Regions from separate parts of the Mus musculus genome. Here all the other regions are linked to region 5. Evidence: chromatin contacts called from public promoter capture Hi-C data. All regions are on one chromosome and are shown on one strand. The core of a region is the stretch at or near the end of the contact, and the rest is flanking DNA. Distances in the headings are between cores, read along the strand shown.

Region 1 (3,303 bases), core at 729-3,228, 1.4 Mb before region 5:
CACCTGCTCACATACCCTAGAAGCACATTCCTATGCTATGCCGAGAGAGGAGAGAGGAGAGAGGAGAGAGAGAGAGAGAGAGAGAGAGAGAGAGAGAGAGAGAGAGAGAGAGAGGCGCTGAGTGGGTTTAAGAACTAAGAAACGAACCACTCCTGTATAGCAGATAAAAAGGCAAGGCAGATCAGCACCCCACAGGTTTCTGCCTGCCACTTTGGCCCTGTAAGTAGAAATACTGAGAGCCAGGGCGGATACTGAAATGAAATTAGGAAGATAACATGGAACCAGGATGTCCTTCGGGGAAAGTGAGGTGGGATTTCCCTTCAGGGAAAGCAGACATATTTTCTAGCAGGATGGTGATGTGTCTCAGGCTTAGTTAGAATGCGGAAAGCCACCTCCATGACTTGCCTAAGGAGCCAGTTTAACTGATAACAAAGTATAAACCCTTGGGCTAGAATTCCATATCAGCTCAGGAGTGAAGAACAGGAAGTAGAAGCTGTGTTTGGTCTCTAGATTGAACATCTTCCGGGAATACTCTGTGCCAGGTTAATTGAAATAAAGAGAAGGGTCCCCTTTACTGGAGACAGCGTAGAACAGTTCTGGCTTCCGTTCCAGACTGTCTGACACTCAAAATTCCAAAGCTCTGGAAAAGAGCAAGCTTGTGTGCTTTTCTTTTCTTTTTTCCCCCTTCAGGAAAGCGTCCTGGAGCCATCCTAGAGTTCCCAAGAAAATTGGCAGAGCGCTCAGCAGGAAGTCAGGCCCCTCCGATCCAACTGTTGACCAGACTTGCCAAGAGTCTTCCTATCCTGCCGCCTGGGGGCGCCCCCAGCTGGGTCTGCGGCTGCCGCCAGCACTGCTGTTATCATTAAGATAATTAATAAACAAGCACTGGTGGGCCAAGTGGAGGAAGAGGGAGGCTCCTGCTGCTCAGGAGAATCCCTGGAAAGATCCAGTGAGTATGGGACGTCTCACTGGCTAGTTCTTTCTCCCCATCCAGGACCCCTGGAAAGCGCCTGTTGTGGGTTGTCCTCCAGGGGCCAAGAAGAGGTGAGGACAAGAGGAGGACTTGGCAGGTGCGATTTGGAACCAGCTCTGCATCTTCCTGACAGGATGTCTGTGGGCAGGCCACCTCCAGTGATTACTGGTTGTGGAGCAGGCAATTATTCATTCTTTTAACAAGGATCTGCCTATTTATTTATGGAGTGCCTACTGTGCGCAAGGTGGTCTACTAATAATAGCAGATGTTTCACTAGCTAGTATGAAGACAATGCCAATGTTCACACTATGTCCCAGAAGTGGAGGGGTGGAAAGAGGAAGCAAGAAAGAAGAATGATACCCTCGAAAATCACGGTGATTTTGCTTTGGCCTTCGTAGGCTAGCAGTGGGGATGGACACCTAAGAATTACGAAACAGATCTTGGAAAACTCTAGATGGACGACAAACTGGAAAACACTCTGGGAAGATGGGCTGGGGAGAATGGTCTTTCGATAGGAGAATACTTGGCGATTAAAGGTAGGCTACAAAGATCGAAAAAGAAAAAAAAAACTGGGTGAAAAGCTCAAGCAAAGAGGTACAGGGATGCTAGTAGTTTCTCGGGGAGCTGTTCCAGCCGTCTTGGGGACACCTGAGGGTTGCTGTGTCTAGTAGGTGCTTTGTGTTCTGAGAGGGCTGTGTCGGAGTCTGAGGTCAGGATTTAGAACAGTGTTGGGGTGTGGCAGGAGCTTCCAAGAGGGGTTCTGAGGAGAGGATGGGGTGCCCCGCTGGAGACTGGAAAGTATTTGGGGAAGGAGGGGCGTGGCCGGGTGCCTGTCCAGGGAGCGAGGCAGGTCCTCCGCAGCGGCAGCGGAGTGGCCAGGGCGCGGGTCCCGCTGCGCCTTCTGGAGGTGGGCGGGAGGTCGGGCGGTAAGGGCTGAGGTTAGCGCTCGGCTCTCGCCACCGGGGCTGCGCGGGGGAGGGGGAGGGCGGCACGAGCTCCGCGGAGGGCGGGCGGGCGGGCCGGGAGGAGGCGGCGGCTCGCAGAAGAACATGAATCAGCGGCGGCGGCGGCGGCGGCTGTGGAAGGAGCGCGGTGGCCCAGCCGCAGCCCCGGGGACTCCTCGCTGCTGACGGCGGTGGCCGCGGCTCTAGGCGGCCGCGGGTCCGGGACGCCCGGGCCGAGCGCCGCCCCCCGCCCCTCCCGCGGGCCTCCCGCCCCTCCTCCGCCACCCTCCTCTCTGCGCTCGCGGGCCGGGCCCGGCATGGTGCGGCGTCGCCGCCGATGGCGCTGAGGCGGAGCATGGGGTGGCCGGGGCTCCGGCCGCTGCTGCTGGCGGGACTGGCTTCTCTGCTGCTCCCCGGGTCTGCGGCCGCAGGTAGGGGTGGCCCGGGAGGCGGCGGGAAGCGGGGGGCTGCTGAGCCGCACGACTGAGGGGCGCAGCCCGGGGACGGCAGCGGGCGAGACCCGGGCCTGGGCCGGCCAGAGGTTGGGGTCGGTGGCCGGGGCTGGAAGGCCGAGACTAGGACGCAGCGGGTGTTGGCTGCCAGACCTCCGGCCGCGGCCCCCGCCCCCAACTTTCTCGCGCCCGGGGCTGGCTGGGTGCAAAGGAAGGGAGTGGGGGGTGTGGGCAGTCGGGGGTGCTTAGGACTGTATTTTCCCGCCTCTATGTTCCTAGTAGTCTGCTCCCTTTTCCCCAGTCCTAAGGACCCATTCTGCCTTCCGCACACCCCCGAGGTCCCACTTTGAAACTACAGGATCTGGGTTTGAGCACCCAGGGTTGTGAAGGTGCTGGATTCTAAAATACCTCTGCCCGTACTCTAGTTCCTGTGGCCCTTGGCGCTCCCGGAAACCCGAATGTTGAGTAGCTTGGGTTGGGTGAAGGTTACTGCTTCTTGTGAAGATTAGCTTTACGTTGCCACACAGCCACAGAGGCATTTCCCCGAGGCAGGAGGGCAGCACCTTTGCCTTCAAGTTCACACGCACACATCAGGGTGCAGAGGGGTGTGAAGCTATGTCTCCTTGTCCTGTGAGGGTGAGTGGGAAGGGTAGAGAGACAGGCGCCCCCCCCCTCCCCCGGCAGCAGCCATCCAACAAGCATTTCTTAAAAACTGAGTTCTTTGCCACATTAGCCTTGAAAGGAAAGGAAGCTAAAGAGTGGAAAGTATATGCAGGCTCCGAGGTGCGTATCAGATGCTCAGAGAGCCCAGGAATTTACCTAGGGTTACACAGTAAGGAGCAGAAAGAACAGGTCTGGATTTCCTTTATGCAGATTCTTCACCTGCCCATCTGTTTAATACATGCCAGGAGGGTGTGTGTGTGTGGGCGTGTGT
Region 2 (2,964 bases), core at 419-2,918, 1.5 Mb before region 5:
AAAAGAAAAACCAAAAAAGAAAAGTACCAATATAGTGAAATTTGGTGACACATGCCTGTAACCCTAGCACTTGGAAGACAAAGGCAGGACAATCAGGAGTTTAAAGTCATCTTCAGCTACATAGCGAGTTCAAGGCCACTTGGCCTACAAGAGACCTGTCACTAAACAAAACTGCCATGATGAGAAATGCAGCCTTAGCTTCACAGAGCTGATGATCGACCCCAAATAATTCACGTGTGCCACAAGCTACCTTGAGAGGCTGTGTCAACTTTAAAGCAGATTTTCCTTGTGTTTTTAAAAATTATTTATTTTACCATAAAATATATTTATCATATATTTTACCCGCTGAGCCATCTCTCCAGCCCCCCCACCCCCCCACTGAAAGTATCTTAATGGTTGACTATTCAATGTTGTACGTCCAGGTCCCAGTATGAAGCTCAGTATCCTGAAAACTTATTATTTGTTGAACCAACAGCTTCATAATCCTTTATCTCTGTCACAAGCGTGAGGGTTTACATGCCTATATAATTCCCTCTAACAAGGGGCTTCTTAAACTTTATAGTCCCTTTAAATCATCTGGCAGTTTTGATAAAATGGGCTTCTAATAAAGTAGACACAGGCCTTGAATCAAAGTCTCCTTCCTCAACCTAAGTGTTAAGATTACAGACATTTGTTACCATGCCCAAATATATGCTGTACTTTTTCTTCTTTTTGATAAGGGTCCCATTTGACACAGGTTGGTCTTGAACTCCTGATCCTCCTGCCTCGACTCCCAGGTGATGGCCCATCAGCTCATGGAGAACACTTTTTAAATATCAAAGTCCCGGTAAGATTTGGGTGCACCCTACAAAACCCAGCACTTGGGAAGTAGGGAAACAAGGATCAGGAATTTAAGGTCATCTTCTGAAATGTAGAAAGTTCAAGGGTAAGGTGGACATTATGTGACCCCTTTTCGAAGAAAAAAAAGAAAGCAAAATTATAAAAAGACAAAAAATTTTGATAAGGAAAAGGACTTAAATAAGTAAGAAGGTAAAATGGTGGGATTATAAATAACATTATTTAACCCTGTTTTCCAAACATTCAGACGTCTTATTACTTTTCTAACAATACTACAACTTCGTGTTTTGTTTAATAATTTCTTACAAGAAACTCGGTCAAACTCAGTAACCGGGTGACGTCGGTCCGAAGCTAACTGTGAGTTTTTAATAAGATATTCACACCGCTCCTAGCAGTATGACTGTACTACTGAGTACAGAAACGACTGTTCAACCTAGGGCTTCCCATGTGCCAGCAACTATTCTCCGTGTGTTTTTACTGACTTCTCACGATAATCCTGACCCTGAGACAGGTACTTCTAGTATTATTCCAATTACAAAGACTAAAAAAAAGGAGATTCCACAATTAAATAATTATTCGAGGTCACACACCAGAGACCAAACTCACTCTGAAGACCAGGCGTTCACCTCTCGGCAGGCGCGGGGTTGGTCACGTCCCAGCCTCCTGAAGCTAGGCGCTCCCGAGGAGTGGCAGCCCCTCGACCCTCACCTCACCCGCCAGGACTCTTCCCGACCTCCTCGTCCCTGCAGTTCCCACCTATGAGAAGGTTCCGCTCACCTTCTCAGACCCCACATTCGGCTTCCCCCGAATAGTCCTTCTACTTTTCTCGCCCGGTTCGCCACGCTTCCGGTTGTGGTCCCGCTACTTTTCCTGTCCGACATCAAACTAGGTGTACAGTAAACAAGAGCTTCAGATAGTTCAAGAGTAACGGAAAGTATCCTAAAGCGTAAGACAACCGGAGGCTTCAGGTCCTCAAAATTCCCCAGCGGGGTCGCTTTCTGAAATGTCCTGTCATTTGTGAGCCAGCTCTTCGCTCAGCTTCTTGTACCCCGCCCCCGTATGTAAATACCAATCCTCTTTTAAACAGGATCTCTGCACTGCTATCGCCTCTTCACTTCTAGATGCCTGGCCGCTTGGGCCTCTTCTTCCCTGTAGTCCCTTGAGAACTGTCTGCTGCGTGACTTTAGAAAGCCACTTAACTGCCTTTGGAGAGCCACTGTACACCTAGATAGCTATCAATCCTGGCTTTCCTCAGTCGTGCCCCTATGTAATCCACACAACAGAGCTTGTGCACACTTCGATTAAAATGTTTTCCAACTTGGGGTTCACAACCTGTGTCCCAAGTCAGCCCCAATCACCCATCCTCAGTAGGCCAGTTAAAAGAGCCAAATTAAGAAGTAAAAGTAAGCCTGACATGGTAGTCCATACCTTTATTCCAGCTCTGGGGAAGCAGGGGTATTTGTATCTCTGGGAGTTCCAGGCCATAATTTCCTGGTAGCTATCTAAGTATAGGTATATAGGTATAAAGGTGTGTGTGTGTGTGTGTATGTGTGTGTGTGAGAGAGAGGGCGGGGGGGAGCACCACAGTCCCTCTAATCACGTTCAACTTTCATCCCATAGAAAGGTTGAGGCCCCTCACTCTTCCAATAAAACAGTCTCAGCCTTTTGAGTCTGTCTCTTCGCCTAATTTTTCTTATAAGAACTGTGAAAATCTGTTTCCCAGAGACAATTTGGGGGGTTGGTTGGTTGGTTGGTTTTTGCTTTTTCCTTTTCCTACTTAAGATTCCTTGGGAAGCTCCCATTTCTTTGAGGTTCGTTATTGAAATAATCTGATAGATTGAGAGACACAAAATGTCTCTTTAGAGTATCTTTATTTTTGTTAGGCTGGTTCCTGCACATATGTAAGTGCAACATGTGTACTTTGTTCCCTCGGGGGCCTGAAGGTATCAGAACCTATGAACTTAAAATTGTAGGCACCATGTGAATGCGGAGAACCAAACCCTGAAAGTGTTCTTAATCACGGACCCATCTTTCGAACCCTCATCAGCTGCTTTTTACCTCTACTTGGTGAAGCAGAAAATCAACTTGGGGCTTTGTTGTGGATTCTTGAGAAAAATAGGACCTTTA
Region 3 (3,191 bases), core at 333-2,832, 1.2 Mb before region 5:
ACTCAGAAATCCGCCTGCCTCTGCCTCCCAAGAGCTGGGATTAAAGGCATGTCCCACCACCGCCCGGCCACTAAACCATTTTTTAAGGATCCTTCCCTCTAACTACCATTTTCCTCAGCAGTTCCTACGGTCTGGAATGGGGGACATGTCAGTGTACTGTTCTAGTTGGGTACAGGCCTTTTGGCTTAAGCTAGCCTTTTCAGAAGGCAGTTTTATTTTATTTAAAGAAATTATGTGTTTGGGTGTTTTGCTTGGTGCCTATGATGGAGGCCAAAAGAGGGAGACAAATCCCTGGGAACTGTTGTGATATGCCATAAGGGTGCTGGTAAATTAAACCTGAGTCTTATGAAAAGAAGCCAGCGCTCTTAATCACCAATCCATCTGTCCAGCGCTCCCCAACCCCCAAGGTAATTTCTTGAAGTAGTAGCTAGATGAAAAATTCTAGCCAACTTACAAATCTATGAAGCATGAGTATGTGGTATTTCCCCTATCTCCATGAGCTAGAACAAAACAAAACAAACAAAACCTGATAGCAGCAAACTTTGACATCGGTGTCAGCCCTAGGGGTGTTTGCAATTTTTGAAAAGACAGAAAAGATCTGGAGTAGCAAAAATACTGTTAATGCTGTTAACAGTATTTCTTGTTAAATGCTATAAGGACGTTGGCAGCTAAGGAAATGATGGATTATATCATGGGTGCCTTTTCAGTTCACAACCTACCCTAAGGCTCTATTTTGAGGCTTGAGTCTTCCATCACTGATAGATTAAGTTCAAAAGTGTGTAAATTGAGTTACTCTGCGTGAGTCATTGTGTTAGGCTGGCCGGAATCAGAAACGATTCCAACTGCGTTAAATCCCAGCACTTGGAATGGAAAGGAGTTCTTTTGGCAGCATCCCAAACCCCCCCCCTCCTTTTTTTTTTTTTTTTTTTTTTTTTTTATGAGTTAGGAATTAAATTTCAGCCGTAATCTCCTAGGCCCACCAAATATCAATCTTAGGCCTGGAGGCGTGGTTATCAAAGTTCTCTAAGAGGACCATGCCTGATAATACCGTAAAAGGCCAGGTTCTCTCAATTCTAAAGCAATATTACATTGACCTTCCTTTAGGAGCGGTACCCACAATTATACTGTGCAGAATCCGAGACCTCTGCGTTCTTGGTTCATTCCTTGGTTCCGCCCCCATAGGCATCAGTCGTCCAATCGGGAACCAATCTGCCACAGACCGCACCCCCTTTACTAGGCCCCGCCCTCCCAGCGCAGCTCGGCCCAGGCTCTAGTTCGCGTTTTGAGCCGCTGGTGCCACCATAGCTACTGCTGCGGCTGCGGCAGCAGAGCTGAAGCCGTCGATCGCGATGCCGGAGGGCGCTGTGAGCTGGGCCCCAGCGAACGGGGGCGCTGACGAGTAGTAGGGTTTCTGAAGTAGGCAGTGGGTGTGGGGGGCTAAAACGGAGCTCCCAAGACTCGGGTGCGGGAGGGAGCTTCTCGCATCGGCTCGGGCCAGCGTGAGCCCGGCGGCCAGCTCGGTGCTTCGGCCCCTTGCCCAGTGGCTTCGGAGGCCTCCTCCCTTGGACACCTCAGTTACCATGGGAACACTTGGGCTGTAACCGGCGCCCGACTGGTCACTAGTTCATCCGATTCTTCAGTTAAACGCCTCTGGCAGGTGTGGGCCTGACATTTCTTCACTCCAGGGGTCGTCCTCCCCTTGTAAAAAAAAATCTAGCAGGCTAGGGTGGGGATGGGGAGTGGGAAAGCGCAGGGCAATGCCCAGAGTAAGAGTTGGTGACAAGCAGAAGACACCTACTGTGATGATAAGGTTGCTTCTGCCATCTCAGGCCAGTGAAAGTGCATATCCGAAGGCTGTGTTGAACGAGAAGGCAGTACCGCTGTTGAGACAAGTCCAAAGGCTAGGCCAGGGACTGTCCTTAGGGGCTCCTCGTTATGATGGCTGGAGAAGGGTCAACCATTACTAGCCGTATCAAGAACTTGCTGAGGTCTCCATCCATCAAATTACGCAGAAGTAAAGCAGGAAACCGGAGAGAGGACCTCAGCTCCAAGGTGAGTCCTGTTGGGAGCCACCTCTTACCTACTCTGTCCTCTCCTGCACTTCGTTCCTTTTTTTTACCTTTCTCTTTCTTGAGGGGCAGGAAGGGGGTGGAAGAATGAAATTTCTCTGTTGGCTTTAAAAGATCATATACGCTTATCTTTGACGACCTGATTTGAAGTTGGAAGAACAGCAGGCGTGGGTGGGCATGCTGAGACGCAGCCATGGCTTGAAGAAGGGCATAGGAAGGCAAACTGGGTTTAACAGGGCCTCAGTTTAAACTAAGTGTGTGCTTGGGAAACAAGTTGACATTTTATGACTCAGTTTCTCTTCTTAGAAGAGTACAGTGAGATCACATATTCTGTAAAGGACCTAGCTGTGACTAATGTATTAGTGTAACAGTTGGGGTTATAATGCCAGACTGTACAACAGAAAGAATATACTAATACACTTCATCTAAGAGAGCAAAACAATTTTTTGACAAGCTTAGTGATGCATGCCTGTAATCCCAGCACTAGGGAGTCAGAGGCAAGTTCAGCCTGGTCTATATAACAATTTCCAGGGGGAGCCAGGGCTACATAGTGATACCCTGTCATGTTCAAAGATGTAGAAGATTGGGCTGGCAAGATTGGACTGGTAGAGACCTTTGCCAACAAGCCTGATCTGATTTTGATTCCTCGGACCCACATGGTGGAAGGAGTAAACCAACTCCTGGAAGTAGTTCTCTGATCTCCACATGTGCATGCACATATGCAGGGGAAGAAATAAATGTAAAATGGTTTATCTCTTTAAGATACTTAAGTTGCTGGGCTAGAGCGATGGCTCAGTGGTTAAGAGCATTGGCTGCTCTACCAGAGGTCCTGAGTTCAATTCCCAGCAACCACATGGTGGCTCACAACCATTTATAATGAGGTCTGATGCCCTCCCTCTTCTGGCATGCAGGTGTACATGCAGATAGAGCAATCATATCCATAATATAATATAAATAAAGATACTTAAGTTGCTTTAACTGGAACGTCTTGGTTTCTCGTGATAACATGAAGGAGCCACGTGTGTGTGCCAGAAAGGCAGCTCTCCTGGTCTGTCCTTGTGGCACTGCTCATTCTGAGCATTGTATGCCAGCATCCTTCTTCTGGGCAGACGTTCATCCATC
Region 4 (3,198 bases), core at 56-2,555, 1.3 Mb before region 5:
GAAGCAAGTCAGATCAACCCTGTTGGCTATCCTTGTCCTTCCTCTTGGCTCCATCCTTACATTCTTGGTTTCCTTCAAAGTGTTTGTATTGTCACTTAGCACAAAATAAGTTTTTCTATTATCTCTTGAGAGTGAAAAGTTTGGGAATATGGACTGCATTTTATGTTTTCTACTTAATTATTTCGTAATTACTCCTTTTCACTTTAAACATTTACTGGTAGGTTAGCAGCATGAAAGTAGTAAATGGTAGAGAAAAAAACCTAAAATTTTTGATGTTTGGTTGAGAATTATTGCTCTCTGACTTAGTTTGGCAATTGTCTGACATACTTGTTGGTTAATGTTTTCTTTACATTTTTAAGCTTCATTGTCTTGAAGAAGCAACAACAACAACAAAAATATACATTGTTGGTTAATGTTTTCTTTACATTTTTAAGCTTCATTGTCTTGAAGAAGCAACAACAACAACAAAAATATTCTTGACCATTTCTTTTTAAGACATCTTTCATCTTGGTATCAGGCAATTTAGTGGCAGCTCTTTTTCCTTTATAGAACCTTTCTTTGCTTTGCTTTTCATTCCAGCACGGTGTCTTGGCAGCCTAGCCTACTCTGGAACGTGAACTCACTATAGAATTCAGGTTAGCCTCGAACTCGCAGCAATCCTGCTTCAGCCTCAGTGTTGAGAATATAGGCATAAACTTCCATTCTCTGCGCTCAACAAGGCTTTCTCGAATTTTCCTAGTGTTCTTTGTTGGCGAATATTGGAAAATTGCTTACTCTTCTTTCGTGGTGTTTGCTTCAAGCTTTTCCAGTGTTCTGGTACTTTCCAACCCCATAGCACTTTGTACAGGAGGTCCTCCGTTTTTTTTTTTTTTTTTTTTTTTTTTTTGAAGGATTTGCGAAGCCAGGAGGTCTATGAAGCTTCATGTGGGTGGGGCTGGGTACGGCAGGGGCGGGGCCGGTGAGAAGTCTCTGGGAAAGGCTGAAGAGTCTTGTTGGGAAAGGCCTGGAGGGCAGTGGTTTCAGAATTTTCACGAAGGCTTCGAATACAGGATTGAGCGTATTGTGTACCTCTCTCCTGTCTCTCCTTTCCTGATTCTGGAAGCTTCATAAGTTCTTTCTGGATTACTAAAATGCGAAAAGGCTACGGCTTCGGCTCCGTGGGCGGAACCCAAGGGTCCTGACGCTGCTCCGGGCTGTTTGGCCTCCTGATGTTGGGGGAGGGGCAAAGAGGTGCTGCTCGCGCCTCCCTATGCGCCTGCGCGGTCGGCTCCAAGCTGGTAGGAGCGCGTGCGCAGTGACGTGGACATCCGGTGCGTGCGCAGGCTCTTCAGCTGAAGCGGACACACGGTGTGCGAACCCTTCAGAATAACCCTCCCCTAGAGGGATGTGAAGGACTCGGGGTGAGGCCGGCCACGCCCCGCACGGTAACTCTCGGGCCTGGGTGGAGGGCGTCGCTTCAATAGTGGCCCGATTGGAGTTTTTTTGAGTTTAAACCACTTGTGTATTTGAACGGCTTGCCCAGCGTTCCGCAGAGAGAGCTTCGCACGCCTGGGCCTGGCTGGGCCTTACGCTGTGCAGCCTTTGGTCCCTTGAGCGAGTTGCGCATGTCATCTCGCACGCCTCCCCGACCTCACTTCCGTGTCGCTCGGAGAACTAACTAGGAACATCGACGCCGGAGACCGAGACCACGAGGCGGGCGGGGTGAGAAGTGCCTACGGCACGGCCCTGCCCTCGCGTGCGTGGGGTGTTGAACAGCATGGCACGTTCCGCGTGACGATTTCTAGCCTGGTTATCGATGGAATAAGCACAGGTTTTAAGAGTTCAGCTCTCTGAGTTTCAACTCTCCGAGGGAAACAACCAATGTCTGTTTCTCCAAGGAACTGGATGCAGTGTTTTGACACCTATTCAAACATTTCCTAGCGTGTAATTTCGGGTCAAATTGAGGCAAGGCCCCGAATTTAATGAGGGGGCGATGAGTGAGTTGAATGAGAGTGAGAACTTTGTAAACAAAGGAGCTGTGATTTGTAAGTGCTAATTCGAAGGCGGAGAAAACAGGTAGGGAACAGGTGGTGGTTCCTTTTTCTCTTTCTGGGGTAACCTGACTGGTTTTCTGTCCATAGGACTTCCCGTTTCTGTTGAATTTTCAAGTACGTCTTTGAGTCGAGTGTAAGGTGCGCAAGGGCATTAGCCTTCTCTTTCGTTCCCCAAGAATGTCTCTTTTTCTCTGGCAAAAGGATGGTAGCAGGCATGGGTGAAGAGTGCCTGAAGAGTGGCTTGATTAGTAGAACGGGAAAAATCTCCGTCTGAGGGAGACCCACTCTTGTTCGCGTCGCCGAAGCCGACACGTGGATCTTGAGAAGTTAGGGCTCACTTATGCTCAGTCTGTGGGTGTTGTTGAGCTTGCCAAGCTTGCGTGTCCAAGTGCTTGGTCAACTCTGCCTGTCTTGCTGGCTTTTTGCGCACGACGCTGCTGCAGTTAAGGTGCAGGAGAGTAGCGAGAGGACTGCTGGGAAATGGGCTGGCGGGGTGACTAGTTGTGTAGTCTCCAAGGTAACCGAAAGCGGCTGAACAGCCTTAGGAACACAGGGTTCCGCCTGGCTGCACGTGATCCTTGGGACTCTACCCTGGAAGAGTTTTCTTTGCGACATTTTTTTCATGTTTGTGGCTAGCTGAAAAGCGAGTAACTGGAGGCTGTTTTATTTTTTTATACATAGGTAGTAAGTTGTGTCCACTTAACTGCAACACAAGTGAAAGACCTGAAATTTCATTCCCTGGGTGCATTGGCATATTTATTTCAAATTTGCTGTCCATTTCTGCAGTAAAGGTTAGTTTTTCAGGTTCTACTTAGTAACCCATAGGCAACTAAAAGCTTGTTAACTTGAATTGTTTCAGATTAATACCTACAAATGGAGATATGTAAAAAATTTGAGTTTCAAAATGCGATTTAATTTAATCAAAAGACAAACACCATAGTGAGCCTCCTGTATAGTAGTACATTTATCGTTTAAAAGGACATGGTTAGCATGGGCAACATTTAGAATGTGTTGACCATCATTTGAAATTTGTGTTTTAAAAGTAATATATTGATTTCGAATTTTGACTTGGTGTAGTTGAGTATGTAAATCATTTAATTGGGTTGCTACATAGTGTGTTTTATGGGTTGTATCAGGGTGACCATTATAATAAAAATTTCCCAAA
Region 5 (2,898 bases), core at 126-2,625:
CCCTCCATCCTTGTCTCTCCCCAGCCACACACTTCTGACTGTATTCCCCCTCCTCCTCACCGAATGTCCAGGTCTTCCAGACTCTCTTTCTAAATCTTCCACCAGTGTCACCGCCTCCTCTCCATTTTCTGGACATTGCTTCTGTACCCAGTTCTGGATCTCCACAGGTAGCACAGTCAGGAATTGCTCTAGCACCAACAATTCTACAATCTGCTCCTTGGTCCGCACCTCCGGCCTTAGCCACCGACAGCAAAGTTCCCATAGTTGGCTGAAAGCCTCCCGGGGCCCAGCCACCTCCTGGTAATGGAATCTTCTGAAGCGCTGTCGTAAGCTTTCAGAGCTTGTGCCATTTCCTCTCCGAGTGGGTTTGGCCATCTTTCACAGCAGAAAGCCGTTTCTCTCCTCACTGTCTGGGTTCTAGGACTTATTACACTATCTTTGCATGCCCTTGGAGAAACACCTGCAGATGAGTCTCTCTGTAAAAAGGAGTTTTATCCTAGAGTAGAGAGAAATGGCGCTATCTGAGGAGAGTATCTTTACATGTTTAAAACCTTGTCAGAGCCGGCCTGACTTTCAATATGCTCGAAGTGGCCTTCTGAGGCAGTACCTTTTCAGGACAGCAAATCAATAGGCAAGGTGAAAATGACCTTTTAAAAACTGCATTTCTAGGTGACGTTTAGAGTATCCCCAGGAAGTTGCAGAGAAAAGAAAAATCTGTCCGCTTCGCTCCCACCTCAGGTAAATCATTAGCGCCCCAGATCAAATCGGTCAAAACGTTTGGCGAACGACAACAAAAAGCCTCTGTCCAGCGAGCGCCGGCTATTCTCCCCTAGAACCACCGCCGTCCTTCCAGAAGCTCCTGGTGTCTGCCCCGCCCCTTGAACACCAAACTACAAATTTCCACCCCGAACCAAAGTCAAGTGCCGAACACTGGGTCTCTTGCTCGCGCCTCCCGAACGAAGTAAGAACTCGGCAAGAGTTCCGGGGCGACAGATGGGGAAGGTCGCGCACCGGGGGAGCCGACTTGGGCTTCTAAATTGAGGTGGACTAGGGGAGAGTTACAGGAGTTGGTGAAGCGAGGAAGCTCGAGGGGCGGCAGTGGTGGGTCTCCTGAGAACGAGGCCGATGCGGGCCGGTGCTGCGAGTCCGTGGGCTTCGAGCACAGCTCCACAGCGGCGGCTGCCAAGTTCCAGCTTTGTTTTCTTCCCTCCGGCCGGGTCACTCTGGGAGACGTCGGCAGTCGGTCAAAATGCCACAGACCCTGCCAAGGCGTCCTGAGGACTCCCGCCGGCCCACCCCAGGCCGCGTCTCTCTCAACCAGCTTCTCAACTCACTCTCATCCCTTCCCCTCCTGGGCTAGCCTCAGTCCCGCTCTCAAGCCGGAAGTCCGAGCGGGCTTCTCCTGGAGCCCAGGACGCATGCGCGACGGCACCGGCGCCTCCTCGCGGCTCCGCGGCGGGAGCGAGGCGGTGGGCGCCTGGGCCGCGCGCACTTCCGGGATGCGGCGCGCGGCTCTGTGGCATCTCCTCTCCCGGTGGACTGCGGGGATTCAGGGCAAGAGATTCCGCTGGGTGTGAGGGGTCGCCCGGAGAGGCGCTGAAAAGAGGAGGTGGTAGATCTAGGGACTCCCGAGCCGCCCTAGAAATGATTCACGAACTGCTCTTGGCCCTGAGTGGGTACCCAGGGTCCATTTTCACCTGGAACAAGCGGAGTGGCCTGCAGGTATGCAGGGGGTCAGAGACGAGTCGCTTGCCGCGCGGCGGGTGCAGCTGAGCCGCAGCGAAGGGGCGGGACCCGGGGAACTCCAACCGACCGGCGCCCGCGAGCGGGGAGAAACCGAGGGCCAACCCTACGGAGCTCCGGCTATGGGGGCCCTGCGGTCCCGCGACTCCTGCTAGAGAACCACTAGGAGTGGATAGAACCACACTTCTTTTCACTGCATATGAATTTGTTGTTAAACTGAATCCCTAAATGTGTAGCTGGAATTAGATGATAGTTATTTGAGGGAAAAGGGGGAGGGATAGGGAACTCTTGCATTGATTCAAATTGAATTTTGAAAGTAGTGGAAATGTATACAAAGCGCTCAAGACACAATACTCAGTAAATTGTGTTGGATGAAAAAAATGAATTTGTAAACATATGGTGTTTCCCTCCTTTCTTCGAAAATTTCTGTACCAGGTGAAGAACTTGAGAGGGGGTTTTTCCTGTAATTAGAAGAGTATAACAGGAATGTACCCGTTAGTTGTTTTCTCTTCCTCTCCCCCTCTGTTCCTTTATCTCCCCCAACCCCCGTGAGAAGCCCAGATATAGCGTGATACTCAATATTTTGCCGAAACTAAATTGGCAACACTGAGTTTAATAGCCAGGCGTAGTGTTTGTGCCTGTAATCCCAGCCTTTGGGAAGTTGAAGCAGGATTATTGGTGTGATTCAAGTCCAGCCTGGGCTTCACTGTGGAACCTTCTCTCAAAAAAGAAAGCAAGAAAAGAAGGGAACAGAGGGCAGAGAAAGGCAAAGAAAAGAATGACAACTACAAATGTGTCTAAGTGTGTTGTGTAAAATGGTATCAGTGACTTCAAGGTGGAGTTGACTTTTTCACAGTAATTAAGCCTAAACTAGAATTTTTTTTTTTAAAACTAGAGTATGTGTCTATGTTGTATGAGTGTGGGCATATATGTCACAGAGTGTATGAAGAGGTCAACTTTATGGAGTCACTTCTCTCTTCCCACATTTGTGTAGGTTTCAGGGATTTAACTCAGGTCTTCAGGTTTGTGTAGCAAATGCCTGACTCTCTGAGCCATTTCACTGATCTTAAACCTAGAACTTTTCTAAAACTCTGTCAACAAGAAGTGTTCAAATTTGATAACTGTACCCAAGGAGCTAAAGGGATCTGCAACCCT

Evidence for each region. Promoter capture Hi-C pulls out the DNA fragments that hold promoters and counts their contacts.
Region 1: a contact with region 5 is called in a promoter capture Hi-C map of liver, with 5 times the contacts expected there. The contact joins the promoter of Tyro3 here to the promoter of Zscan29 in region 5. A contact is called at or near these places in 2 of 39 promoter capture datasets (liver and pre-B cells).
Region 2: a promoter capture Hi-C map of liver shows a contact between it and region 5, with 6 times the contacts expected there. The contact joins the promoter of Ndufaf1 here to the promoter of Zscan29 in region 5. A contact is called at or near these places in 3 of 39 promoter capture datasets (erythroid cells and liver) and 1 of 115 datasets of contacts at active chromatin or transcription factors (thymic regulatory T cells).
Region 3: a promoter capture Hi-C map of liver shows a contact between it and region 5, with 5 times the contacts expected there. The contact joins the promoter of Mapkbp1 here to the promoter of Zscan29 in region 5. A contact is called at or near these places in 4 of 39 promoter capture datasets (liver, neutrophils and pre-B cells), 2 of 115 datasets of contacts at active chromatin or transcription factors (astrocytes and embryonic forebrain) and 1 of 9 other capture datasets (liver).
Region 4: a contact with region 5 is called in a promoter capture Hi-C map of neutrophils, with 3 times the contacts expected there. The contact joins the promoter of Mga here to the promoter of Zscan29 in region 5. A contact is called at or near these places in 1 of 39 promoter capture datasets (neutrophils) and 1 of 9 other capture datasets (adipose tissue).

What each region holds. Positions count from the first base shown.
Region 1 is chr2:119,797,536-119,800,838 of GRCm38.p6, forward strand. Tyro3 (TYRO3 protein tyrosine kinase 3) reads left to right here and starts at 1,979. Exons shown (of 19, transcript NM_019392.2): 1 at 1,979-2,348. The coding sequence starts at 2,255.
Region 2 is chr2:119,661,166-119,664,129 of GRCm38.p6, forward strand. It overlaps Ndufaf1 (NADH:ubiquinone oxidoreductase complex assembly factor 1), which reads right to left and starts at 1,669. Exons shown (of 5, transcript NM_027175.4): 1 at 1,444-1,669.
Region 3 is chr2:119,971,117-119,974,307 of GRCm38.p6, forward strand. It overlaps Mapkbp1 (mitogen-activated protein kinase binding protein 1), which reads left to right and starts at 1,583. Exons shown (of 30, transcript NM_011941.3): 1 at 1,583-2,052. The coding sequence starts at 1,936.
Region 4 is chr2:119,895,923-119,899,120 of GRCm38.p6, forward strand. It overlaps Mga (MAX gene associated), which reads left to right and starts at 1,306. Exons shown (of 24, transcript NM_013720.2): 1 at 1,306-1,424.
Region 5 is chr2:121,169,750-121,172,647 of GRCm38.p6, forward strand. Zscan29 (zinc finger SCAN domains 29) reads right to left here and starts at 1,376. Exons shown (of 5, transcript NM_001290819.1): 1 at 61-1,376. The coding sequence starts at 375. It overlaps Tubgcp4 (tubulin, gamma complex associated protein 4), which reads left to right and starts at 1,419. Exons shown (of 18, transcript NM_153387.3): 1 at 1,419-1,722. The coding sequence starts at 1,645.